Regions from separate parts of the Dromaius novaehollandiae genome. Here region 2 is linked to region 1. Evidence: chromatin contacts called from public Hi-C data. All regions are on one chromosome and are shown on one strand. Each heading gives the region's core, a stretch centred on a gene start, on an enhancer-like site or on the middle of the called end of the contact. The rest is flanking DNA. Distances are from core to core; before and after follow the strand shown. Region 1 has its middle 220 kb from the start of ADAMTS18. Region 2 overlaps LOC112987637 (a long non-coding RNA gene).

Region 1 (3,891 bases), core at 522-3,021:
ACAAATCAAGGATAGAAACAGCAAAATAATCCAAGCTCTGTTTTACAACAGATCTAGAAGGTTTTAAAATGAATTTTTCTATAGTTAATGGCCTTAGAAGCAATAAAAATCCACCAAGCTGTCCTCTACAAGAGAATTCATAATTCTATTTTTGCTAGTCTACTTCTTACAGTATTTTCCAGGAGTTTTGGGGGATACCATATTTACATTTACAGGGATAATTCATCAGAGGGAATGGTAGAATTCCTTTCTAAAGACCCAGAGAAGAACCGCAGAGAGATATTTACCCTGAATTACTAAGGGTTAAACCCATGGTCACAAAGATCTTCAGTCAAGTTCTACCCTATTTTCAAACGAAAGAAAGAGGGACTCACTCAGCTTAATAGTCATTCATATGAGAAGTCAGATATTTTTCTAGGGGCCACAGAAAGTTGGTCTCCTGATGACTGAGCCGAGGATCCTTTCAGTTCCTGCCTCGATTTTTCACTCCGTATGGCAGAAAAACAGTATTAAAGAAATTATCAGACAAATGAACAGAAATCTTGAAACAAAACTTCTTATATTTTGATTTGCTAGCCTCCTTGGTTTGGCATCAAAAAAAAAAAATAAATAAAAAGACCTACAAATTCAAAAGTCACTGCAAGATCTACAGTGATCCCTGGACATGGCAGGTACAGTTTCCTAGTAAACAGCAGTCTTTCAGCCTGGGATGAAGCTTGTGACACTTGGGCACTGGGCATGTTTGAACCCGTAACGCACCCCAAAGAAACCCCAAAAGAGAACCCTATGCATAAACATACTCAGGGCCAAGAAAGGAGAAATCACACAGGAACAGACTAAGGGACCTTGAGAACTGTGACAACCACTATCTGTCGTATTGAAGCAGATGAAATTTTTTTATTATTTTGGAAACATTTCAGAATACCTACTTAAAGCAAACTGGTTATCTATGTCATTCTCATGCAGCACGAAGTTTAGTACTTGTTGTCAGTAGATATGGCTGGGACAGGGCGAGGGGCAGGACTGTAGTTTAAAGATTCCCCGATTATTTAATGTGAAAGCCTCCTGTTGAGCATCTGACTTGGAGCTGGGACGCTGAAAGGTGCCTCTCTCACCTGTCTGCAGCGGCCCAGAACGCCACAGCACTGAGGCACAAATTCCTCCCCGGGTGCGAAAGAGAGGAAAACTGCGGTTAGTGGTGGAAGACAGCAGAAGTGTCGACCTTGTCTGGATGTGTTGTGCTGGTGGTGGTGCCCGCTTTCCTCTGCTGATGTCCCTTGAGGAGGGGGCAAACTGCTTTGTGCAGCAGCCATGAGGATTTCACCTGTAGGGCCCTGTGAGGTGGGCAGTGAGATTTGAGTTTGTATTCGAGGTGCTGGGCTGACAGCAAATCTGGTTGTGTCTGTGGGAGGATAAGGGGGCTGTAACTCTATTCAGAATAAATAAACACTGTTTCTCCTCCTCCTTCACAGATTTGCGTGAAACCTTTGTGCATATGCTGAGCTTCTCCTGCGCAGAAGCATGCCGTATGCGTGGGCTCTCTCTTCCTGAGCGTAAGAGAAAAGAAATCAGCCAATGGCACCAGCCTCCGACATGTCTGGGGCATTTCAAAACCTGAGTTCTAGGGGCTGGATGAAAGCAAATTCCTAACTAATGCGGAGAAATCAGGACAAAAAAGAAGAAACCAATATGAAAGGGGAAGGAGAGGCCTGGGCCACAGTGTGCAGTCTCAGCATGAGTGTGTGTTTTGTAGCAAGCTGTGCCATGTGACGGTAGGCAGGGTTTGAGTGAGACCTAATTAAAATCATCTGGCCCTCATGAGAGATGTCTTTTTCCTTGCAGTTTGTGTGTGTGTTGAGGATATTTAATTAGGCATGTAGAGCTGATGTTTCTGAGAGGAATTAAAAGCGAACTTACAGCTATTTTTAGTATATTATTGTATTGTTGGATTTAGGGATTACAAACATTATAAGTCTATAAAAAAACTCTGCATCGAAGGCTGCAGCAGTGGTTTAGGATTGACATGATCTGCAGCTATGGCAGTTCTCGGTATCTGATTTTTGGAAGGCGGTACGTTTCTGCATAGCAGTCCTACAGCATCCCATATAGATTGTCATCAGCTGCGTTTCATTTTTTTTCTCTGGCTTACCCACCTCCCTGCAGTAATTTTATGGAGTATTAGTACTAGGTGAAACTTTGGACAATGTCTAACTGTAGTTCTGATAATATTTTCCACAAGTCTTTCAGTTTTTCATTTCAGCTGATTGTTTCTTTCATTTTCTTTTCAATGATCACTGTTGTAAAAAAGACCATCTGGGAGTCCTCATCTCACAAGTGGTTTTCATAGCAGAAGCAATTTATAGCAAGCACTGGTTAATCTGTAACCATTGGACTTAGGAGGTGCAAACTCTGGCTGTTTCATTATAATCCTACACGTTCATGAGGATAAAGTTGCATGTCGTGGCTCTATGAACATCCAGGAGGGGTGTTCAGAGCACTGACATGGATATGAAACCGTAACTGTTTCACTTTGTCGGAGGCCTCCCTGGAATAACTGCAAAGGCAAACTCAAAAATCGTATCTCTGCACACTCATGGTTGTTTTTTCTTTCATTCACAGACCTAGAACTTAGTACAGACACAAGTAAATGCAAGGACTATTCCTCATATGAACTGGGGCCACAGGTTATCTTGGTTTACCTAACAAGGCTTGATATTTTTTTCCCAGTCACTTTCAAGTTTAAGTCTGCAGAAATGTTGGGTTATAAACATGCCTGTGCAACAGACTGTGTGCATATTCCCAGGGGCATTTCTGCGGATCTCTCCCTTTGGGCTTTGACCCCTTTTTTTATTTTGCATGGTGTAAGAATTTTTAGTGAACAGTAGAGTTTAGATGCAGAAATCAGTACGTAAGAAAAAGGTGAGATGAAGATACATATTTCTGTGGTTATATAGAGATATATACACACATACACATATACTTGTTCTTAAGCGTAATTTTGAAATCCATTTGAACCTCAGATATATCTTCTTTAATGGTCTTAAACTCCCTTCCAAATGTTCATTTTTAGAATTGCAAAGTAATGAGGAATCTTGTCTCGCAGCTGTTAAGTAATTCAAAAGTATTTCTGCTATGCTACTGCATTTACTTTGGGTAGAAAAATCTACAAATTGCATTGCTAACTGTAGCACTGTATTTGCAGTGTAACTCCTGTCTCCGTTAAGAGCTCAGTAAATTTTCTTCCAGCTCCGATTCCTTGCTGGGTTCACTAGGTGGCTGTCTAAGAACACACATACTCCTCCGCTTGCTGAAAGGCAGCTGGCTCGCTGCTGTGCCGTACCCTGATTTCACGCTGGAGAGCACTCTCTGCTCAGCCGGAGCAGGTACAGGTGCCAGCCGCAAGGTCTGGACCCGCAGGTACCGGACATCAAATCCCCTTGGTTAAACCACTTTGTCTCCAGGATTGTGGGATAGTCTAAGGAGCAGAATTAAGTATTTGTATCAGTTAAGTTCAAGTCTTTCTTGAATGACTTCCTTGCATCACCAGTTTTTCAAATTCTATGGGATATTTATATACGACGGTAAAATCAGGGAAAAGGATGAACTGTCTGTATGTAACTAAGGCTAATTTGTTCTTCCAGTAAGCTAAAGGCGTGAGGCAAAGCAGCCTCCAGAAACTGGAAATTGTGGTTTGTATGTGAGAGGATAGGTCCAGAAAAATGTGTGCTGGTCACCTAACATCCTTCATGTTGTAGTAGTCCTTACTACCAGATGTGGTTTGAGTTTGGCTTGTACACGCTGATTTTGTAGGGTTATGACTCCATTAGCTTCAGGGAAATTACTTCTGATTGAGATGAAAATGGGACCCCAAGGCTCAGGCTGAGCTGAACT
Region 2 (3,891 bases), core at 830-3,329, 340 kb after region 1:
ATGTAATATGGTCTCTGCTGATCAAAACATAGTGTTTGCTGAGAATATTGCTTACTAAAAATTACTGTAACCATTTTGGATCATTACAAAAGCTAGTTGATAGGTAGCTGCTAAAAAGCCCTTTGGCCACAGTAAATCCTACATTTCATTAAATCTGTTACGTAAAGTCAAGTTTATGCAAACTTTGGTACTAAATCTATGCCAAGATCTCAGTGGAATTTCTCCACTGCTTTAAATGAGATTAAATTCTAACTGCTTAATCTCCTAGGGTCTGTACCATGTCTGTAAAATGGGAATATATATAGCTATTTTGAAGTGACGCTACAAGGTGCTAAATTTTATTAATACCGCTGAAGTACTTCGAGATTTTTCTAAAGAACTGGCAAGTATGTTTACTCTGGATAAGGAACCTTTCAAATTAGGTGTGATATTTTGTTTATGTTTTGTTGTAACATATTCCTAAAGAGTTTAACTGAGATAGGACTACATTTTCATAGGTGGTTTTGCTGGTATACCCATAATTGAAAGAATGTGAACTACTTGATACATTTTCCCTAGCAAATGCACAATAATCACATAAAAATATCCTATTTTAAAATTAGTTTTCAGATGACTTTATGAGGAAGCACTTACCTTCAGACTGGCCAAAAGTAACTGTGGTAGCGCATGGATCCTGTAGAGAGCCCAGGTCAGTCCTTGGGATCAGCCCAGATTACATTATGGAATCCTGTAATGCATACGGAGCAAATGCAGCTATTGAGATCAGAGACAGGTGACGAAGTAAACAGCTTCTGCTATCTGTTATGCACTCTCTTCTACTATAAAGACACTGTGCTAAATGGAAGATGATGGGATCTTACGGTTTATATAACTATGTGAATCTTCCTAAACCTTTGTATGCACAGCACTGTGGTTTTTCCTACAATATTTTTGCCGATATATAGCAATTAACTAACATCCATTGGATCTTACTGACATAACAGGGACATTAGGAGACTTAGTGAAGTCCTTATCCACCAGATGACAGGGTTTGCTGTCATTTTTGGATCTTCAAATCCAGATTTTTCATTCTCTGTGAGATGCCATACTGAAACTAGATATTCTTCTAGTGTTAAAGTAAAACCAGATGGGTTCATAGGGTATAAAAACTGTATGTGTGCGTGTGTGCGTGTATGCAGATGCTCGGTAATGTCAGTGACTAGAATCTTGAGCTATAATTGCATAAACACACTTTTAATAAGAGTTAATAAATAAACTGTTAATAACACCTTACATAAGTAGTGTGTACCACACATCACTATGTCTCAACCTGGACCACTGGTAGTTTGTCCGACATCACAAGGTAGCTTGCAAAATGGTCTCTCTCCTCCCTCCAAAAACGTCTCCCAAACAATCCCACCCATATGACCAAACCACTATGGAAAAATAAAAAGTATTAACACAAATAATACAATAAATTCATATGAAACCCATTCTGGCAATGATGCACAAAATAGTCCATGCAAGTATTTCCAAAGAGATAGGTGGTGGGTGCTAGGCAGCCCACTGTTTTCAGAAATTTTGAGAACTACTCTAAGCACATCAAAACAGGTTTTATAGTTATAAGCAATTTACTAGTTGGCTGGTCCTTGTAATAGCTGTTTATTAAGGCATACATTAACAACTTCTTAACCTTTAGCAAATTATTTATGTGTTAATTAATGAATTACATCTTTTTGTAAGCATGCTGCCAGTATTATTAATCTATTCTCAGTATCAGAGAAGACGGATACTCCCAATGGTCTCATTCAGCTTTCTTGGCAAGTAGAATAAGTGGGAGTGAATAAGCAAGGTTATATATGAAATATTGATTAGAAGGAAATGATTACCATATGAATTGAGTAATTCTACTAAAATATTAAAGGAAGGTGATAAGAATAGAATGTCCTGGAGACTCTGCCAGTTTCCTTTTCCATGCACTACGTTATTAGTATTGCACTGTTAATCCATTCAGTCATTGAAAGAAAAGAGAAAAAAGCCATTGGTGAATAGGCAGGGAAATGTCAGGCTTTGTGCAAGATGCAGATGTTCTTCATTATGCAGGGTACAAAGACTCTGAGAAAGGAGCTCATTAGCAGAACCGGGTGAATAATGGCTTGTCTTGTTCTGTGGTCAAACCAAAAAAAAAAAGAAAAAAGGAGGGGAAAAATCATCAAATTAAGCAGAAAATTTTGAGGGTTTTTTTTTCCCCCAGAGTGAAAAGAGAGAGATTGGGTGGAGGGAAGAGGGGTAGGGGGAAAGGAACCAAAAATGAAAACTGATGTCTAATCAGCTCTGCCTGGTAGCAATTGGACAAGTTACCCTCTTCAAAACAACTGATGAGAAAAGATATTATTCAGGCTAAAATGAATAGGGTATGTCTATGGTGTCAGATGCATGAAGTTGCATGTTCATTCTAGTCACATCCTGAGACAGCCAGACATAAGTTTCCTTTTTGGAAGCTATGTAATCACTCAGCATAGACCTGCGTCTGAGCTATAAAGCTCTCCTGAGAACAGCTGTCTGCCTCAGGTGCTATAGATGTGCCTTTTTCTCTTCAAACTCAACCCTGAGAAAGCAATAACACACAGCTGTCTCAACTTGTGACTATGTCAGAGGCCTTCATTAGCTGCCATACTAATCAGGCAGTTTTAGGAGGTGATGTTTACTGTATCTTTTTGCCTTGAGATAGCATTCTGCATAGATCAGTAAGCTTTGCTGGAAATGCCTTGGAGTTGTAAGAGCCTTTACTTCTGCGCTTACTTCTATTTACCTTCTTGCTCAGCAGCGGTATGTATGCTAGGCAGGCATCTCTGCTCCCTCTCTTGTGTTAGGAACTAGGAAGGTTCTTCACATTCTTCTGTAAGATCAAGAAACAATTGACTTTAATTGAGTAAAAAGACAAATAGTCTGTTATTAAGCTTTTCTCCCAAAGAAGTCACACTTATTATTAGAAGGCAATAAATAATGTGAAAAACATTCAGCAATATGATCTTTAGATGGGAGGACTGAGATCTGCTTTTTATCACCATCATATGTAGTATTTGAGTATTCAGAACATTAGTTAAATGTTTATAGCAGAAGATGTCCGTTAGAGTTGTGTCTGGCTGAGGGATACAAAAGCGTGTGTTTAAAGATTTCTTTGTTAACACATTTTGTGGGTTTCATTTTACCACCAAAAACAGAGTAAATGTGAAGAGTTTTGTGAGTTTGACTGGAGGTTTAAAATGCTGGATTCTGCTCAACTATGGAATAGAAGCTCCAGTACAGAATTTTTTCGTGCCAAGAAAAGCAACTGAAACATGAGTAATGAGGGCACATTGTTAACCATTACTCTTTAAAGATCTACTTTTCATTTTTAAAGGTTGCACAGGCACAGACTATTTTTGGAAGTAACTTCCCCCTTGGTCCCTCTTCAAAACCACAGAACACGCATTCTTATTCAGTAAGGAAAGGTGAAGACCTTAATTCAAACATCTTGTACAATAAAAGCTAGACTTTCAAGGGAACTTATGACCAGCTTTTTATGTACAACATTCAGAATCAGGACCCAAGGTTCAACAAGATTTAGCACTCAATACCTTAAGCCCTTTCAAAAAATCCAGCTACACGGCGCCAACATGAGAATTTAGCCATTTGAATTTTTTTCTCCTACATGGACGAACCATTCAGTGAAATGCACTATATCTTCCAGGTCATTATGTAACATTTGAAATTAAATCCAATATAGTCCTTAATTTGCACTTCCATAAATGCTTTCATTCTCATTAGATCATCTTAACACTAAGTTAGTAGACTAAGCAACTGTGACTGCTTTTTTGATGTTGAATTACAGAATTGGTGGATGTCAGGAATGTAAATGAATGTACTGCT

What was found. Hi-C and Micro-C count contacts between places; a contact is called where the count stands out from the background.
Region 2: a contact with region 1 is called in a Hi-C map of brain, with 6 times the contacts expected there. The contact joins two enhancer-like sites. A contact is called at or near these places in 2 of 4 Hi-C or Micro-C datasets (brain and liver).

What each region holds. Positions count from the first base shown.
Region 1 is chr13:17,764,115-17,768,005 of bDroNov1.hap1, forward strand. No RefSeq gene overlaps it. Among named protein-coding and RNA genes, the nearest start is that of ADAMTS18, 220 kb to the right of the region's middle. Within about 2 kb of position 1,772, at least 2 of the 2 cell types and tissues checked have open chromatin away from gene starts, as enhancers often do.
Region 2 is chr13:18,105,557-18,109,447 of bDroNov1.hap1, forward strand. LOC112987637 (a long non-coding RNA gene) reads right to left here. Exons shown (of 4, transcript XR_010391475.1): 2 at 2,792-2,878; 3 at 634-727. The region is part of intron 1 of LOC112987636 (a long non-coding RNA gene); the gene reads left to right. Among named protein-coding and RNA genes, the nearest start is that of WWOX, 7.7 kb to the right of the region's middle. Within about 2 kb of position 2,080, at least 1 of the 2 cell types and tissues checked has open chromatin away from gene starts, as enhancers often do.